Linked DNA regions of Mus musculus: region 2 is linked to region 1. Evidence: chromatin contacts called from public HiChIP or PLAC-seq data. All regions are on one chromosome and are shown on one strand. Each heading gives the region's core, a stretch centred on a gene start, on an enhancer-like site or on the middle of the called end of the contact. The rest is flanking DNA. Distances are from core to core; before and after follow the strand shown.

Evidence for each region. HiChIP or PLAC-seq counts read pairs in DNA pulled down with a chosen protein or histone mark.
Region 2: a FOXA1 HiChIP or PLAC-seq map of pancreatic cancer cells shows a contact between it and region 1. The contact joins two enhancer-like sites. A contact is called at or near these places in 3 of 484 Hi-C or Micro-C datasets (B cells, bone marrow-derived macrophages and pre-B cells), 6 of 115 datasets of contacts at active chromatin or transcription factors (astrocytes, bone marrow-derived macrophages, embryonic stem cells and 3 more) and 2 of 9 other capture datasets (embryonic tail and embryonic trunk).

What each region holds. Positions count from the first base shown.
Region 1 is chr1:183,803,532-183,809,625 of GRCm38.p6, reverse strand. It overlaps Gm34068 (predicted gene, 34068), which reads right to left. Exons shown (of 3, transcript NR_151520.1): 3 at 1-213. Among named protein-coding and RNA genes, the nearest start is that of Gm34068, 58 kb to the right of the region's middle. Within about 2 kb of position 1,260, at least 6 of the 459 cell types and tissues checked have an H3K27ac peak or open chromatin away from gene starts, as enhancers often do. A contact at or near this core is called in pancreatic cancer cells, where this site is marked.
Region 2 is chr1:184,050,268-184,055,559 of GRCm38.p6, reverse strand. The region is part of intron 2 of Dusp10 (dual specificity phosphatase 10); the gene reads right to left. Among named protein-coding and RNA genes, the nearest start is that of Dusp10, 19 kb to the right of the region's middle. Within about 2 kb of position 3,674, at least 114 of the 459 cell types and tissues checked have an H3K27ac peak or open chromatin away from gene starts, as enhancers often do. A contact at or near this core is called in pancreatic cancer cells, where this site is marked.

The DNA of each region.
Region 1 (6,094 bases), core at 11-2,510:
ATGAAAGTTCATCTTCATGCTGATCTGCAGGGTCGAATTTGCTCAATAGGGTGGGCTGATGCCCAGGAAGAAAGTTTTATCAGAAGTAAAAAGCCATCCTGGGACGTTTCTGGGGCTGGGCCTCTCCAGACTGTACCCGTCATATCCATGTAAAATGGTGGGCTGTCTCCAGGAAACTCACTTGCTTCCCACATGGCCTTTCCTAGGTGGCTTCTGTCAATACACAAATAGACATACTACATAAACTATGTACATATACCCACCTCAAATACAAATATACATACACATATACATACCAGGCAAACTTGACGTATACACACCTCAAAAACACATACTAAACACTATGCACATATACCACACAGTCATCCAGAAAGCATTTCTTAGAGGAATGGGGAAAGGGACCCCCCATGGAACATCTTTTGTTCAGCCCATTACCTTCATGATGATTGATCCCAAAGGCTCACCTCTGCCTCATCATTAACTAGCTCCTTGAGCATGGGGAAAACTCACTGTCTCCTTTGGTTCTCATTTCTGTAACTGTTAGGAAACCACATGAATTAATGGCTTTTGCCCAATCTATCAGCTCACAATTCTTTAACAGGTATAAATCTGGACCGATGAGATCCAAGCTATGGACCATTTTGACCATTGCTTCCCAAACTGTGCTGACCTGAGGCTGCTCGGATGCCATAACTAAATCTGACCGCAAGTTCAATTTAATGTTTACAAGGCACACAAAGCTAGAAAGCAGCTTTTCATTCGTTTGTGTGGTGGTGTGAACACGTTGGTCTGGTGATTTCTGAATAATAGTTTTAGGGGAAGACTTATTGAGAAAGAACAAAAGTGTAGGTACTCCTTGCTGCCACTGGGCAAAGGGACACAAAATAAAAAGAGTAGAGACAAAGAAAAAGATACTGAAAAGTCCATTGGGTAGACCTTACTTGACAGAATCAACAAAACCCTGATAGAGTTTGGCCTGAGTCTTAAGTAACTCCAGATATATACCAAATGCCAGGTAATGTTGAGAAAGACATTTCTCCAGCCTGTAATTTGATATCAGTCTAAAAATGATGGAGTTAGATTTGACCACTTGCAAACACCTCACCATTGCTAAAATCACCGCTTTTCTGACAGAAAGTTATGTAGGCTGTTCAGTCTACTATCAACTGTGCATTCACAATTCTCAAACAGTAACCTCAGCCCCAGGGAGTGCTACTAAGCATTTGTGTACATAGGAAAGTAAGAATTCTTTTTATGTTTACTCAGGCTACAACATAAATGTAGATGGCTCTTGCCTGCCCCTGCAGAAGGCACTGTGTGATCAGATGCCCTGTACATGTTCAAGGTCACAGAAATCATTGTTGCCATTGCTTTGGGCTAAGGCTGCTTAGAGAATCAGGGTTAGTTTAGTCTATCAGACGCTGCCCTGCTGGTATTAACAACACATCCAGTGTTCTTCATATACTTGTGCCCATATGGAACTAGCTTATCTCAGATCTTGTCTGCATCTGAAGCAAGACATTTGTGAGCCAACAGACAAGCAGTCGGTGATCTTATCCCAGACCCAGACTTGCAGGTTGAGTTTAAATAAACAGGCAAACAAGCTAGGGAAAATATCCCTGAACACACAAGAGGAAAGCCATGTAGCTCATCAGCAAAAGTAAGCTTGCAACATCAGCCTCATTAGCACGGCCCAAAAAACAGGAGACGTCAAGTTACTGGATGGCAAGGATGTGATAAGAAACTTGATAATGCCCATCTGCTGCTGGGGTCAGGTCTGCCTCAAGCAGGAACCTGGCAATGCGCACATGCACGGAGGGCTTCGTGTGTGATGAGTGCTCATGTGTGTTTAAAGGAGCTGTGGGTGGGACAGTTAATATAGGGCTTTTCCATCCAGGAAATCTATATCCATTCCAAAGCCTGGACTTATTAAAATCTTGAAGTCTCTCACATCTGTTACAAGGCATGTATCATAGTTTAGGCACACTACTGGGTGCCGAGAGCTGGGTCTGAGGTTACAGGCTCTCTCATTGCCAACCCAGAGATCGTTATTATTGGCAGCCTTCGGGGCTTAAGAAGCATGATTCTAAGAAGAGCCCTCATGCTGGAAGGCTGTGAGCTGGCCAGCTGTGGTGGTCCCAACAGTGGATACCCCAAACCTCTCGGCTCAGTGTAACCAGAGCTCCTGTGAAAGAAGCTGCCCCCTGAGGTTTTTCAACAGCTTTAAAATTCCCCTAATAACTCATTCATAGTTCCTATTCCCTGGACCACCACCATGTCGATGGAAACTGAGTTGGGTCCAAACAGGATGAACTAAGCTTCTGTCCAAGCAAAAAACGTTATCCCAGGGCTGAAGGGCTTTAAATGGACCACGGATAATGTTTTATTGCCCCAGCACCAGGGTGAACTCAGCCCCCCACACTTAGCCTCACCTTTCACAATGTTATTTTTAGAATTCTCATTACACCCAGCTTAAACTCTAAAAATATGGTTCCCAGGAATAGCAGAACCTAGTTTTAATTGTGCAAAGAGAAACAAGTGCCTGTAGTCTCTGATTACATATGATGTTTCATGGGGCTGACATCACTGTGAGGGACATGCTCTCCGGCTGTTGGACTCAATTCATTTCATTTTGCTTTTCCACCCAGCTTCTTCAGCACTGGGGTTGTCTCTACAGCCAATGCTTGGATTTCTGATGATGTGAAACAGTATCCCTGTTTAGGAGAATTCACCTCCAAGGAGTGCCCTTGAGCCTTTCCAGCCTATCCAATGCTGGACAACCCCACACTGCCAGCTGTCTCTCTCACTGGGAGGCAAAGGTCCTGTGGTAGAACAGCTATGGAACCCGACAAATGGCACTGGGGTCTGTACCTTGATCACCAACCACTGAGACCTCAGGCACACATTTAGTCTTCTTTACTCTTCCATGAAAAACAATCATAGGTATCCTGCTGATAAATGAAATAATTAACCTACTCTGTAGAAGCCTAAAAAAAGTATCATGTTTTTACTTGACTAATATTTATACTAGTCAAAATCCCCAAAACAATAAGGTGGCATAAGAGGCTTATGTATGCGTGTATCGGGTCCTAATAAAGCACACATGGGGACATTCATGGCAGTGTAGCAAGCCAGCGCGAAGTGCCACACTATGAAGCTGAAGCCCAGCCTGGACTCTGAGATCACTTTCAAGGATGCACTTTCTCATGAACTCAGGCTGGTCCTAGAAAGAGCTGAGGGCAGCCATACTCTCTGTTCAGTGTAGTTGGGGGCTAAAGACACAGTGTCTAGAAAGACGCTGTCTAAGCCAGAGCACCTAGCTTTGCCTCTCATTTCCAAAGTGATCTATCTTGGGCTTCTCACTTAAGATTTTATACCTCTCCTTCTGCAGCTTAGAAATGCATATGTTGTACATGAGCTGGACCGAGGTTCCCCAAACACATGTACCAGATGTGCAGCTTGGTCTTCATGCAGGTTCTCCAACAACTGGAGCGGGGCTGTCCCTAACTCTGTTGCCTACCTATAGATCCTGTTTCCCTACCTGGCCTGCCTTTTCTGGTCTCAGTGGGAGAGGATGTGCCTAGTCCTGCAGTGATTTGATATGCCAGGGTGGGTGGGGGAGCTCCCCTTCTCAGAGGAGAGAGGGGAAGATGCTGTGTGAGTGAGTACTGGGAAAAGAGTGGGGGCTCTGACTGGGATGTAAAGTGAATGAATTAATTAATTCATGGAAGAAAATTGCATGTTATCTTTGTCCCCATATGTGGCCATGAGGATTAAATGAGAAAGGGTAATGTATGCATGCCTTCAGCACTATTCTATAGCCAACTGCTCAAGAAAGACTCTGTGCTGTTAATAGGGTTGTAGGAAATGCATTCTTGGTAGAGACGACTGCTTGAGCAGTGAGAGGAACACATAGGACAATTAAGTGATACTTGTGGCCTTGACTGGCACCATGCATGGTCTTGACTGGAATCATAGGGCTTATTTTGGGAGAAGGAGCATAGTTTCAGATATCCTCTCGAAGTAATCTTTGAAGTTGCGACCTGCTTTTCATCAGTGTAGCTGCAATGTCCAACGTCTCCACCTGGTTCATGGGTTCTCTGAGGACAGGAACTTCCACTGGAAGCCACCCACCGATCTTGTCAGCCTTATCTTCTCTATGGTAGTCATTTCCTATCCCAGTTTTTAGATAATTGAAGCTATTTTGATAGACAGTTAACTTCACAATGCAATGAGAGTCCCTTCTCAGATGAGAAAAACACATTTGAGAGAGTTCTATCTGAAGAAGGAGGTCTTGAGCTCACTTTTTAAAGTCATCTCTCAAATACCACTAACCTAAAAAAGAGCTTGGTCAGACCAGACCAGACAGCCATGCTGAATGTGAGTAAATGTGGAATGGCGAAGGATGCAGAATATTGAGTTTGAGAGGTGTAGGAGGACAGACGTTAATAAAAGGACCAACACATTGTCAAAGACAGACTCCTGCAAGTGTTTTCTTCAGGCACTGGGATGCTGCAGTGTGCTTGCACTGTTTCCAGGCATCCAGGTCTCCTTCAACACCAGGAAACTTCCACTCTACTTTAACATACACAGAACTAAAATTCTTTTTCTTTCAAAGCAGGTATGATCACTTCACTCACCACTGTGAATAAAGAGTGGAGAACTGGAAAATGAGGAGAAAGGGAAGGTACCATGCCAACAAACCTCTCCCGGGCTTGGATACCATCAGCCTGTATTGACCCCAAATTCCCCCACATAGATATGGCCCTGAGATCACAGACCGACCTTTCCACTTCAACTCTGGGCATACACAGCCTGAGCCCAGGAAAAGCCAGCACTGCCTCTGGAGTTGTCTGGCCCTGCTGGAATCTTCTCTCTGCTTTTTCCACTTGGACTTCCAACCCCAGAGCCCACTCTGTCCTTCACTAGACCACATTTCCTACTTTCAGCCTCATCTGGGGATATCTGGCAACTCATGATTTACAGCGTTCAAACACAGCTTTGGGTGTGTAAAAAGGAATACACACAGACCAGGGTGAGAAGGCAGATATCTGAGGCCAGCCATGTCCAATTGCCCAGCCTAGAAAAGAGTGGCCAACTAGGAGCAGCCTGGCCAGGCAGCTGATCCTCACTAAACCTCCCATGGGTGAGTCAAACGGGTCACTTTTCACCTCCCTATGACCCACATGTTGTTCTTTACATTGCTGGCTCTATTTTCAAGCCTGTCAATGGCTTGTGAAAAGGTTACACACATAAGCAAAGCAGTGGGCAGCACCAGGAATGGGCTATGAGGAAGAAGATGTGAAACAAAATGTGGCTACAGAAGGACCTGGGAAACGGAGGCAAGAAACTGTGAGCTTGCCATTGTCCTTAATCACAGCCAAAATGAGACCGGTTTTAAGTCACTGTGCCCCTGTCAGTTAAAAATAGAAGGCTGGTTATAAATCCAAGATGGGCTACACATTTGTTGGACTATATTTATCAACTTTCTTAATAGAAGGGGCTCAAAGGCCTTTGAGAAAAAACTTTTTTCTCACAGTGACAGAAGCTAGCAACAAGCTGTTTACTGTTTTTTCTCAGTTGCCAAGTGGGTGACTCAGTTAAAATAGGAACCACATCAGCTCTGTTTGGAGGAACACACAACGTTGCTGTTTGCAGAAGTCCTGTGCCCCCTAAACTTCTTACCAACACTGAATCAAAATATCTAAAAGAAGATGGGCAGGGACATCACTGAAGAGACATCTGCTCTGATGGTCTGGCCTTCCTCCAAATCATCACTGTCCTGATAGACAGCCCAAGCCTTTCTCTAGACAAGCATGGTCCACCAATTGTTTTTTCTAACCCAGGGATTCTCAACCTCCCTAACACTGCCACCCATTAGTGCAGTCCCTGATGCTGTGGTGATTCCCAAAGAGAGAATTATTTTCATTGCGTCTTTATAACTGTAATTTTGCTACTGTTATGAATCATGATGTAACTATTTCTGGAGATAAAGGTTTGCCAAAGGCGTCAGGTTGAGAACTAGTGGCCAGACCAGCTGATTCTGCCTAGCCACCAAGTTCAAGGAACTGAAAACCACAATAACAGATGATGG
Region 2 (5,292 bases), core at 2,425-4,924, 240 kb before region 1:
ACACCATTGCATACACTAGCAAGATTTTGCTGAAAGGACCTAGATATAGCTGACTCTTGTGAGACTATGCCGGGGCCTAGCAAACACAGAAGTGGATGCTCACAGTCAGCTATTGGATGGATCACAGGGCCCCCAATGGAGCTAGAGAAAGTACCCAAGGAGCTAAAGGGATCTGCAACCCTATAGGTGGAACAACATTATGAACTACCCAGTACCCCAGAGCTCTTGACTCTAGCTGCATATGTATCAAAAGATGGCCTAGTCGGCCATCACTGGAAAGAGAGGCCCATTGGACTTGCAAACTTTATATGCCCCAGGACAGGGGAACGCCAGGGTCAAAAAGTGGGAGTGGGTGGTTAAGGGAGGGGGGGGAGGGTATGGGGGATTTTGGGGATAGCATTGGAAATGTAAATGAGGAAAACACCTAATAAAAAATATTAAAAAAAAAAAAAAGTGGAGCCCAGGAAAGCAAAGGTGCTATTAGGTGGCAAGGCATGTCTGCTCAGGGAAATGGTGGCAGGCTGCCCTGCGCCTCTGCGGTACAGGCTCCGGAAGGTTGTTTGGCATCTTTAGATCCTAGTTTACTTCTGGGTAAAGTAGAGCATCAATGGGCAGCAGAGTTGATACAATAATTAAATGAACCACTACTAAATGAGTTATTCAGAGAAATTGTATTCATTCAGGCTGTACCGTCTGCTCTGAATAGCAAGTGCTCGTTAAATATTTTTAGATGAGATGAACATCAGAATGAGCCAGAAAGAGCCATTAATTATGTGTTGTTCCGCATTATGGTAGGGATTTGGGAGATTAAAAATAGTCCCCAAAGATAAATCTAATTGGAGAGAAAAAGAAGGGATGAGGACGAGGAAACATTAGAAAAAACTGTAGCGAAGTATCAATGCCAGAATGTTCTGAGAACACTGGGAGACTCGCCTGGATGACACCACGGGTCACAGCTCATGGAAGCTGGTGCAGGGAAGATGAACTCTGCTGGTACCAGGCTGAGGAAGAGGCAAAGAACAGTTGCTGGACCTTACATGTGACAAATAGGCCCATAGGTGAGGTTGAGAATAAGATCTGTCACATTTGGCGGCCTCTAGCCTGTCCCTCCTCTCACATGCTCCCATCTCTGTACTTCCCTTATGAGCAATGTTGACAGAAGTGAATGAAAAAGAGTTGTGAGGAAAAATGGTCAAGAGGGACACCCAGGCGGAGAGAGGTCTGGAAACAGGCCCTGCCTGAATTCAGGTCAGCATGCATTCAAGAAGTGCTCACAGTGGGATAGAGAGCTCTGTCCCAGGCATATGCCTAAGAAAGGTCTGGTTTGGCCCTTAGACCTGGCAGCAGCCCTTCCATCTAAATAGGATCAACAATCACAGATACTTTGGACAGGGTCTTCACTGACCCAGTGGCTCTGTTTCTCCCACAATACCAGCTCTACAATCAGGCATTCTCGAGTCCCTCTTATTTGTCTTATTAACTCTGAACTGGCAGGCTAGTTATTTACATTTCAGGTCACTTAAACTCACATTATCAAAGAAGTGGAGAGACAGCTCAATGGGTAAAATGCTTACTCAGTGGGTAAGTATGAGAGTGTGAGTTCAGATCCAATGCCCACAGAAGAATCCAGCCATCCTTGGGAGGCAGAAACAGGAGAATCCAAGGGGCTCGCTGGATATATACCAGGTAAGCACAGGAACACACACACACACACACACACACACACACACACACAGCCAAGAGCAGGCATGTACAAGTGGACATATATAGACACACACATACACACAAAAATAAAAGTAAATAAGACACCGGGATTATCCCCTAATAGTTTTGACTTAAATGGCGAGAGTTTCCTCTCTCCTGAAGGGGATTCTTACATCCTTCGCTCTCTCACAGGGCTGTAGCACATACTTATGTCTTGAAAGGTGTACTCTGAACCCTGTAGTCCACAGGCAAACATTTGGAAGTACCTCAGGGGAAGGGAGCACCCAACTCTAGGGCAGTCAGTTCTAAGCATCTGTTCTATCTCTTTTAGAAACTGAGGCTGACATTCCATCCTCACCCTTACTGAGGGGGCAGGGAGCTGCTTGACACCCTCAGTGAAAGCTACTGTCAGTTATTTGGCTGGACTATCGCCACCATTAAACTTCTAATAAGCAAGCCTGCGTTGGTGACAGAGTGCAGAGAGCCCAGGGCCAGACCAGGTTAAACAGATTTCAGGAGATTTCACAACTCTTCATACTCTTTGCTTCATTCCCGTTTCTTGTAGAACCCCTCCCACCAAGTAATGACAGTTTTCTTTTCTTAGAAACCCATTTTCCAGGGTGGCCCTATCACGTGCCTTGAGGAGTCAAACTTTCTAGGAGCTTGGTGACCTAAGAAGGCTTTGCTGGACTGGACTAGTCTGAGCAAAGCTAAAAACTAATGGCCTTGGAGGTGGGGGTGGGGGTGGGGGGACCTTGTCTATTTTAAGCCAGGAAGGAGAAAGCAAAACAAAATAGACCAAAAATAACCATACAAGACCATGGCTAAAATATCCAAACAGGGGTGTCCACAGAAAAGGCGCTGTTGGATATGACACCATATTTTTGAAACAAAGTGAGACACGCCACAAGTATGAATCCTAACAATGCAAATGACCAAGTAATGCAAATCCCTTACTTAGGGTTTTCCCACACAGTGCTTTCCTTACTGGAACAAAATCTCAACATCAATATTCAAGAATTTCTTGTAAGAAAGAGGCCAGCATGCTGGGCCACCACACCCCTCAGGTGACACCTAGGAGTTGAAATAGAGGGGGCCTCCAAAGGTGGGAAGGTCTTGGGCCTAGAAATATCACAGGTCTTCCTGCTGACCTGGAAGCCTTGCAGTCTAAAGCAGTCTTCCCAAGACCACATCATTTTGTAAGACTAGAGTGAAGGCTGCCTCTTGTCTCCAAGGAAATGGGGTTAGGGAAACAAGTCTTGCTATCTTACCAAGTGCTACGGTGTTCTCTCACCACCAGGGCCTTCAAGCAGACACTGGGTGCTTTCATCTCAGAATACTGCAATGCAGCTCTGACACAGCTCTGACAGCGACTCCAAGATTGACTCTTACAGAAAGCCACCACAATCCCCAACAGCGTTGGCCTCACTGCCAGTTGTAAGTGTGGTGTCTCTCAGGCCTCTGACACCTCTGACTAAATTGTCACTAGTTCTTTGCTTCCCCATAATACCCGGGGTTCAAGAATCCACTAGGATGATTCGCTGAACTCAGGAAAGCACTTTTGTTTGTGCTAATTAATGGCTTCACTATAAAGGATGCAAGCCAGGGCCAGCAAAATGAAAGCTGCACAACGTAGGCCCTAGTATTCCACACCGTGCACTTCTCTGTTCAGTCGTGTGAAATGAAGACACTCTATTTACCCTGCTGGCATGTCCCTGTGTGCAAGGAGGATGCCTGCCTGAGCTTCGAGGGCCAGGCTTCTGTGTTCTTCAGGATCATGTTTCACTAGGTGCAACTGGACTTGATTCATCATCAGCCCCGTGTCTGAACTTAATCCTCAGTCCAGCTTGCCTCTTCTGCGGAGGCTGGCTACATTCCAAGCTTCCGGGCCAGTCACAGGGCTGGCCCTTCTGATAGATGACCAGCTTGTCCCCTGAGTCATCTCATTAACATAAACTCAGGTGTGAGCCAAGGGGCTCTGCAGGAGCAGCTCAGGCACTCTTATCTCTCTGTAGATTCCAGAGGGTGAGAGATCATCTCCCACAACTCAGGGACAGAGGGCAGAAAAAAAAATCAATTTACAAGTCCATAGCCATAAATGTTGTGGACCTGGGAGTCAGCCTAGACTTCAGGCGACTTCGGTGTGACTCCAAGTGATTCTGTGAACCACTCTCAGCCTCTATTTTCTCATCTTAGAAAGAAATGATAACTTATCATTATACAAAGATTGGCCTCACTGGATAGAAATGTCAGCAGGATACTACATGGCAAGACTATTTTTTCTAGTCACTACCCTGAAATGTAAAGGGAAACAGGCCAAAATTAACACTAATAACATATTTGACCAAATTATGGTTTCAACATGCAGCTGAGTCTTTCACACTGCAACCCAAGAAGGGTTTCTGAAATCTGATAAGTATGATTCAGAGCTGCTTCAACTAGCTCTAGCGACCAGAATCAGGCAGGGCATAGCTACCAGGAGACAACAGCTCAGGTAAAGGTGATGTCCCCATTCAAGGAGTCCCTGCTGAGTGCCAAAGTCATTACTATCTGGCCATGTTAACAGAAAGGAGCATGTGTTTGTATGTGCAAGCATGTGTTCACATGGACAGAGTTAGCAACCAGTAACAGAAAATGATGGTTCTACAAGCTGCATTGCACCAGAAAGTGAGCTGTCTCCCCATAGATGAAATAGCCACTTTTCTCCAGAAAAGAACACTCCACCCCATTATCTGACAAGAGTTCTGTTCCCAAGTTTGTACATCACATCAGCACACACTGCAATCCTTAACAAAACAAAGCCACCACGGATAATGGCTTTTGATGGGCAAAGACCCCTGGAAGACACCATGTGGCCAGATCTGAAAGATTTGAGAGCTCTGAAGAGCTCTGGGAAGGTAAGGAAGAAAAGCTGAAGGAAGGAAGGAGCTGGGACCTGCTGAGTCACAAAATGATGTCCATGGACCTCAAGGGTTAATGTCAGAGCCACCAGCCACCACCAGTCAGTCCCAGCCAGCCAGGAATCCCACTCCACAGTGTGGAAAAGCTGTTCACTGAGAACCAGGAAAGCAGAGGTCCCTCGGAGATGAATGTCAAGGTCATGATTTGGACAACTTTGGAGCATCTGGTTCTCAGGCCTCAGAACGTTTTCCAAACGTTTTATAGAAGATGTGGAAGGTGGGCTGGGGAGACCGCCCAGTAGTCAAATGCAAGCAGAAGAGGCATGAGGACGTGAGTTTGCACTCCTTGGCAACCACGTGAAAGCCAGGTATAGGTACACACCTCAGGGGTTGGCTGGGGAGACAAAATCTTAGAAGGGATCTCACGGTCCAAGCAATGTAGCCCAAGTGTTCAATGTAGCCTAGGGTTCAGTGAAAGAGCAAGCCTCAAGCGTAAGTCAGAAGTCAAGTGAGACGGCTCAGCAGGGAAGGGCATGCTACACATGTGTGAGTGCCTGAGTTTGATTCCTGGACCCTGAAGATAGGGACTGAAAAAGTTATCATCTGACCTTCACAGATAGAGTGCGCAAACATTCATGCTCGCACGTGCACACACACACAGACAGACACACATACTTACATGTATAAA